Linked DNA regions of Sus scrofa: all the other regions are linked to region 3. A link is a contact called in public HiChIP or PLAC-seq data. All regions are on one chromosome and are shown on one strand. The core of a region is the stretch at or near the end of the contact, and the rest is flanking DNA. Distances in the headings are between cores, read along the strand shown.

What was found. HiChIP or PLAC-seq counts read pairs in DNA pulled down with a chosen protein or histone mark.
Region 1: an H3K27ac HiChIP or PLAC-seq map of alveolar macrophages shows a contact between it and region 3. The contact joins the enhancer-like site here to the promoter of OLR1 in region 3.
Region 2: an H3K27ac HiChIP or PLAC-seq map of alveolar macrophages shows a contact between it and region 3. The contact joins the promoter of CD69 here to the promoter of OLR1 in region 3.

The regions. Positions count from the first base shown.
Region 1 is chr5:62,097,336-62,100,035 of Sscrofa11.1, forward strand. No RefSeq gene overlaps it. Among named protein-coding and RNA genes, the nearest start is that of CD69, 21 kb to the left of the region's middle. Within about 2 kb of position 1,431, at least 1 of the 83 cell types and tissues checked has an H3K27ac peak or open chromatin away from gene starts, as enhancers often do. A contact at or near this core is called in alveolar macrophages, where this site is marked.
Region 2 is chr5:62,076,662-62,079,428 of Sscrofa11.1, forward strand. CD69 (CD69 molecule) reads left to right here and starts at 1,473. Exons shown (of 5, transcript NM_214091.2): 1 at 1,473-1,542. The coding sequence starts at 1,479.
Region 3 is chr5:61,798,037-61,800,881 of Sscrofa11.1, forward strand. It overlaps OLR1 (oxidized low density lipoprotein receptor 1), which reads left to right and starts at 1,320. Exons shown (of 8, transcript NM_213805.1): 1 at 1,320-1,439. The coding sequence starts at 1,364.

The sequences.
Region 1 (2,700 bases), core at 181-2,680, 300 kb after region 3:
CCACTGAATGAGGCCAGGGATTGAACCTGTGTCCTCATGGATACTATGGGAACTTCCAAAGGATGCTTCTGAACGACATATAGCACGCAGGACAACCTCCAACAATGAAGAATAATCTGACTCAAAATGCCAGTAGAGCCTCAGGTGGAAAATTTTGTCTTTGGGTGTAGATTTTGGTGAACCAACCCAACCAAATATTCTGATTTTTCAGTCCCCCTCCCCCACTTGAAGACCAGAGCTAAACCCAAATCTAAGATAGCAAATCCCCGTTCAGCAGCTCAACTTCTTCATCTGTCTTTGAAAGTCTTCTGTAAGAAAAGGAGCTCTTCAGAGTTCCTGTCAGGGCACAGAGGAAACAAATCCGACCAGAAACCATGAGGCTGTGGGTTCGGTCTTTGGCCTTGCTCAGTGGGTTAAGGATCCGAATTGCTGTGAACTGTGGTGTAGGTCGCAGATGCGGCTCAGATCTGGTGTTGCTGTGGCTCTGGCATAGGCTGGCCGCTGTAGCTCCTATTAGACCCCTAGCCTGGGAACCTCCATATGCTGCGTGTGCAGCCCTAGAAAGTCAAAAAGACAAAAATAATAAAATAAGAAAAGAAGCTCTTCTTCCTGGATTTCAGATTTCTCTTAGAGTTGCATTATGTTATTCTTCACTAATTCATTATCCCCAAACAAATGCTTATCTTTAATATAGTTATATATTGTTATGTAACTTTAATAGTTTAAAATATTTTACCTGCTTGGCAGGTATTTCTTAGTGGGGAGAGGGTTGTTATGACCTAGTAAATGATTATCCATGCTTTTAACGAATAGCCAAATAAAAGTCCTTGAGGTTTCACGCTGCCTTTAAGAAATCGCTTCTGAATAATTCTCAGAATTTTGGGGAACTTCTTAAAACTTTGTGTAGTGCTTGATATCTCTCCCTTAACTGTTGCTCCGGGCTTTTCTATTAGTCACATGTTGCTGAGTTACACTTGATTGCACGTGGTGCAGTCTTCAACCCACACTACTTTGCTGACTTTGAGGACATTTGTTCCCCATATTACCCAAAGCATCAAAAGCATGAAAGTAACAAAAAGTTCACATTGAATGATTCTATTATTCTAATAAACATAACTAAATACAGCAATAATTATAATCAACATTGTTTCTTCTATATTCAGAAACTTAATAGTTTACTTTTGATCAATTTACTTAATCCTCAAAACAACCCTAGCATTTAGGTTTTATGGAGATCTGACAAGGAAACCAACTCTTAACAGAATTAAGGACTTTGCCCAAATTTATATGGAAGATCCAGGTTTTGTACCTAGGCAATCTGACACTTTGGGAAAACATGGCTTGTTTTGGCACATAAAAATATAGACTATTTAAAATCCAGTATCAGTTTCATGGCTGTTCAAGTTTAGGGCAACCCCAATCACACAGCACCCCCTACTGATAGGACATTTTCTTTTCCTCCTACTTCTGCCCTGTTGCTAAACCTTGCCTACTCATCTTCCCATGAGACACTTTTTATTAACAATTTTTATTTTTCCATTATAGCTGGTTTACAGTGTTCTTTCAATTTTCTACTGTACAGCAAAGAAGTGACCCAGCCATGCACACACAAATATATATATATATATATACTTTCACATTATCCTCCATCATGCTCCATCACAAGTGACTAGATATAGTTCCCAGTGCTATACAGCAGGATCTCATTGCTTATCCATTCCAAATGCAGTATCTTGCATCTATTAACCCCAGACCCCCATTCCATCCCATTCTCTCCCCTTCCCCTTTGGCAACCAAATGTCTGTTCTCCAAGTCCATGAGTTTCTTTTCTGTGCAAAAGTTCATTTGTGCCATATATTAGATTCCAGATATAAATTATATCATATGGTATTGTCTTTCTCTTTCTGACTTAATTCACTTAGTATGAGAGTTTCTAGTTCCATCCATGTTGCTGAAAATGGCATTATTTTCTATTTTTGTGGCTAAGTAGTATTACATTGTGTATACACACCACATCTTCTTAATCCAATCATCTGTCATGGACATTTGGGTTGTTTCCATGTCTTGGCTATTGTGAATAGTGCTGCAATGAACATGCAGGTGCATGTGTCTTTCTTAATTTGTCTGGATATATGCCCAAGAGTGGGATTGCTGGCTCATATGGTAGTTCTATATTTAGTTTTCTAAGGTACCTCCATACTGTTTCCCATAGTGGTTGTACCAATTTACATTCCCATCAACAGTGTAGGGGGGTTCCCTTTTCTCCACTTCCTCTCCAGCATTTGTTATTTGTTGACTTGTTAATGATGACCATTCTGACCTGTGATGTTGAGCATTTTTTTCATGTGCTTGTTGGCCATCTGTATATCTTCTTTGGAGAAATGTCTATTCAGGTTTTTGCCCATTTTTCAAATGGGTGGTTGGGTTTTTTGCTGTTGAGTTGTATATGTTGTTTGTATATGGTAGAGATATAAAGCCCTTGTCAGTTGCATTGTTTGAAACTATTTCCTCCCATTCTGTAGGTTGTCTTTTCACTTATGGTTTCCTTCACTGTGCAAAAGCTTGTCAGTTGGATTAGGTCTCATTGGTTTATTTTTACTTTTATTTCTGTTGCCTTGGGAAAATGACCTGAGAAAACATTTTTATTTTTTATTTATTTATTTATTTATTTATTTTTGTCTTTTTGCCATTTCTTGGGCC
Region 2 (2,767 bases), core at 223-2,722, 280 kb after region 3:
ATTGACTGAAAAATAGAATGAAAGCAAAGAGAGCTTTAGGACTAAGATGCACTTCTCCATATCTTAGGTAAACCAATAAATATGATGGTTTAACTAGCCTACAGTAGATGGTAATTTCCCACCCACTTAACCATAATGTTTTCACAAAGGCTTTATTCTGAAAACAGGATATCCTTACTCTAAAGTGATATTAATGATAACTTGGGGCACTAAGATTATTAATCAGTATTTTGATCCCCTCCTTAAATCACCATATGCAGCCATTCTGCATTCATTTCGCATTAATCTTAAGAAAGTTTCCAAAGGGTATTGATACCATAGCAATATGTTTTTATAGTAATCACACACCAAAAGTCTGAAGTGGCAGAGAGAAGTTCCTGCTGTGGCGAAGTGGGTTAAGGATCCAGTGTCGTCACACAACAGCTTGGTCGCTGGGGAAGCGTAGGTTCAAATCCTCACTGGTGCAGTGGGTTACGGAGCTGGTATTGCTGCAGCTATGGAGCAGATCTGCATCTGTGGTTCAGATTTGATCCCTGGCCCAGAAACTTCCATCTGCTGTGGGTGCGGCCAAATAAATAAAGTGTCAGAGGTACATGAAAATAATAATCTAGCAGACAGGAGAAAAATAGAAGAATAAGATATTACTGAGGAAACATAAGGGCAGTGTAAATGCAGTAAAATATCACAAGAAAATTAACAGGAGCTGAATGAAACAGATAATTTGAGATAAATAACTTTAGAACGTAGAAAGGAAGTGCCAGCCACAAGGTTTCTATTTCCTGTATTAAAGCAACTACTTATTAAATGACACCTTAAAAAAACACTAGTCCCCAGGGAAGAAGTGAATGACACTTCTCTGAAAGCCAGTTTATAGCTTACTATGTAAAATTCTTCCAGACCCAAGAGAGGGCCATGAAAATAGAGATTTTAATTTTTTATTCATCAATAAACCCTTCAGCCCCAAACAGCATCCAGTCTATAGCAGATGTTCAATAAATACTAGTTGTCAATGTATAATTAAAGGAATGAACAGAATTCCAGGGAAAGAGCGTTCTCCAAATTATTTCCATCTCAAAGACAGGAATCCCTAACTCACAATTCTTTACTTAGGTATTCTGTTTCCTAAACTATTTGTTGTCTACAAATTTAAGAAAGGAGATCTCAGATTCCGGGAAAACCCTGCTTGTCTTTTCAAACTGCACCTATAGTTGTGAGAAAGCACATTTTAGACAGCAGGGAAAACCCAAAGCTCACCACAACAACACATTGTAAATTGTCTGGGTCAGTGGAGCATAAATTAAAGAGAACAGGTGTAGCTGAATGATTAGGAGGGAAGAGGAAGGGGGTGGAGACAACGCAAGTGAATATAAACACTGAGATATCTCAAAGACTCAGAACTGAACAAGAGCTCCAGCAAAGACGTCCACCGTAGACTGACTTGACCTGGGATTAACCAGAGGATTGTGACGAAGATAAAGATGAGTTTAGAAGATGCTTCCACAACAGAGACCAACTCCTTGCATCCGAATAGAGGACAACCAAGTAAGCCATGTCCTTATGTGTATTTGCCTCTATTGATCTATGATATATAACAGTAGTTGGGGAAAATGAAACTTGTCTTCTGAAGAACTTGGTTATCTTCTATTTCGGTTGGGATAAAGGAGAAAATGGGGAGAAGTAAGTATTTCTTTATCTATGAGAATACAGACCACCTGAGACTTGGGAGGAAATCACAGGGTGAATTTTAGAAGCTCTTTAACCAGCAATTTCTTTGTTTTAGTTTATATCATCTCAATTTTTCAGAGTTAAATAAAAACCCCCTTTGCCCTAGACCAGGGAACTCTCCATCATTTTTGCATATCCATCTGGACATCCTTTAGGAAGCTCTGCCCCTCTGTATGGAAAATTCTGTTTTCCACGTACACAATTACATTCTTGGTTGTCTCTACCTTGTACCATTTTGTGCTCTCGGTGTGCCTTATCTTATGTTCTCATGACAGCATCTTCTGGTTGCTGGAAACACAAGTTGTTTCCAGTCTTTGAGAGAATAGATTTATAAACGTCTGACTATTTAGTGTCCAGTTCTAGTTTATTAGGAGAATGTATGAAAAAATTCTTGAAAATGCAGTCTTCTTCTACATTCTTCATTAAGACACTTCCTCCATTTCATTCTCCTATTTCATCCTTCTAATCACTGGCTTCAAATTCTTCATGAATCAATCATTTTTTTTTCCTTTTTCTTATTTTCATACGATCATCTTTGCTATATACCTTTTCCTCCTTTCTATTTGCCTAGTCTGTCCACAGACCTTTCTATTTCCTAGTACCAGAATTTTCCCATTGTTTTATGATAATTTGCTTCTGTGAGGCTTTCTTGATTTGTTTCATCTATCTCTCTTGTCTTCTCTAATTAGTGAGGTGCCCCAAACACTAGCTTGTAGGAACTAGACTTTACTTGTAAGCAAAACTATCCAGTAACAAAGGAATGCATTATCAACAGCAGAGCTTAAACAATCTAGAGAAAGGAATTGTTTTCTGAGTATGTGTTTGTTAGAGTGGTTTGTTTTAGAAAATTATCAATTACCACTGGTAAACCCATCTTTTACTTAAGAATGCAAAATCAAGTGTGGAAAACAAGGATAAGTCACAGAAAATTTTTGGTAACCAGATTAACTGTAAATTTATGGTTCAGTTGAGCTGCCCCAAAGAAAAGAATGTAATTAAAAACAACAACAACAACAACTGCTCAATAGAGAACCCAGTTGAA
Region 3 (2,845 bases), core at 70-2,569:
TGAGATTGCAATGAGACATTATTTTTCTGATTAGAAGGTTTTGAGGTCAAAATAGGTGAGAATTCTATCAGTGAATATAAGGTGTATCTTTATTGGGATTCCATTGAAGAGTCTTCATGATTCAAGTCAATCATATAAAAATATATTCTTCAATGGCAATTCAACTGTGCTGAATATTACCCCTAACATTAATAACTATCATTTATTGAGTTGCAATGATGTTTAAAGTACAAAGCTTAGCGTTTTGCCCAATACCCCATTTGAATCCTTGTAGCGACATCAGCAACATTATCAAGTGGACATTTCATGATCCAATTCAAAGACAAAGACATTTGCCAAGATTTATAGAACAATAGGCCGGCAAAGGAAAGATTAAACTAGCTCCCTCTGGCTCCAAAGTTCTTTTCTGCTCTGTGTTATATCTCCACTGTATGAAAGAGCACTCCTGATTAAATTCTAAAATTACCCAGGTTATTATGACTAGAGATAAGAGCCATATGTAATTAACCCCCAAATTCCTAAGCCTATTTCTGAGGAAAAAAGTCAAAATTAAAAAGGAAAATATGAGACTTATTAGAGATATAGAATAGAGATAGTCTGATACAGTGAAATGAAAAAAAATATGGGGAGTTTCCATTGTGGCACAGCGGAAATGAATCTGACTAGTATCCCTGAGGATGCAGGTTTGATCCCTTGCCTTGCTCAGTGGGTCTGGGATCCAATTTTGCCATGAACTGTGGTGTAGGTAGCAGACTCGGCTAGGATCCTGTGTCACCATGGCTGTGGCTGTGGCTGGCTGCTACAGCTCCAATTTGACCCCTAGCCTGGGAACTTCCATATGCCAAGGGTGCAGCCCTAAAAAGGAAAAAAAGAAAAAAAAAAAAGAAAGAAAGAAAGAAAGAAAGAAAGAAAGAAAGAAAGAAAGAAAGAAAGAAAGAAAGAAAGAAAGAAAGAAAAAGAAAAAAGGATATTGGAATCAAATAATCTGGTCTAAATGCACACTCTTCCACAAATTCACTGCTGACTTACCCTTCTGAATTTGTTTCCTTATCTGAAAAATAAATACAAATTCTCTCCTCTAATGCTCATGGAAAACACAGTTTTCCCTTTCATAAATTACTTAGTGAAACATCCTGAAACACTATCAGAATCACCATTTTCCCCTCCTGCAATAGACATAACTCAAGAATTTGCGTCAGCCAACTTCCCAAAATGAAGCAAATACTCTCCTTCCTCCTACCAATGATTGAGTCATTCCATTAGATAGCAGCAGCTATTTAAACGCTCCAGTGGGAGCTCAGACATTTCTGCTTGTAGAAGTCCTTGGCTGCTCCACTCCCTCATTCTTGGAATAAATTCAGAAATGACACTTGATGACCTCAAGAGCAACAGTATGAAGGATCAACCTGACGAGAAATCAAATGGAGATAAAGCTGAAGGTACTGGGGGTAGGTGAATGTGTACAGGGACAGAATTAGCTTAGACGTGTAAACTAAACATAGGATTAGACGGCTGAGACACCTGAGTATGGGAAAATATTAGAGCGTTTAGAACATTTACTTAAAAGGAAAGCCAGATATGATGGTAATAAGGAAGGTGATGACCATGAATAAACTAACTTGGTATAATGATGATGAAGAGAATGAGGATAACTAACTTTTATTGAACATTTGCTGTAGGCTATGTTCTCTGATATGATTTATAAGCCTTATTTCTCTAAACCTTCACACCTTGAGATTAGCTCTATTACCTACTGTTTACAGAGGACTCACTGAAGGGGATTAACCTAAGGACCCAGTTTGACACAACTAATAAGTGGTAGAGCTAGCAGCAATCTCCCATAACATGGAACGGATATTGACCAGAGGGAACTGTTGGTGGAAAGTCTTACTCGTATACTTGCCTCTAAGTTTAGGATTTGGCAATTATTTGCAAGGTGCACGGCTCTCTTCAACTTCTTTTCTGTCAACTTGCCACACACATGCATGAACCCTATTTCTTCCTGTCAAAAAGTCTATTTTATTTGTATCATCTGAAGAGGCTAATAGGAGTGCTTTTGAAACAGGAGAACTCTGTGAATACATTTGACCACTGATTGATTTGGATCATTATACATTCACACTGGAAATTCTGTGATGTGATGTTCCCAGTCATGCAGCTGTTGACAGTTGGATTAAAGACCTTTGTTTGGATCTTAACATCTGCATGATATTAGGCAAGTCACTCACTGAATTTTCAGTTTCCTTATTTGGATATAAAAGATAACATTATCAGTGCCTAAAGTGTTTATCTTACAAGGTGAGGAGTACAAATTCATTGTATAAAATGTTTTCCTGCTGAACCAGTAATATCTGTGCTTTTGAAGTGGTGGACGACTTAAAAGATATTTGTGTACTTGTGAGCTACATGAGTATTTGTTTTACAATAATGGGAGGTTTTTTGTTTTTTTTTTCTTGTAATAAGAGTGCTGCAGCTGGTGTGAGTGGAGGATGTGGTGTTAACAGGAATCAAGTGACATTTTAAGGTTTCATTCCTATTTTCCTTTGGTCAGAACCTCAGTTCCATGTTGTAACTTTAGTGAAAAATCGAATGGTACAAACAGCACCTTCTTTAGACTTTCTCTGTTGATTAACTGATTAAAGGCTTATTTGTTTGTTGTCTGGCATTTGTTTATAGTATGTTACAACTCTGTGTGCATGTGTGCACGTGGTGCATGTGGTCTATGTTAAAAACATGAGGCTCTCTGCCCTGTGGAGGAGGTTGATCCAACCAAGGTGAACTGAGAGTTTCTTGATGTGGGGAAGAACAGATCAAATATAAGCTTAGAATCAGGTATTTGGAGTCA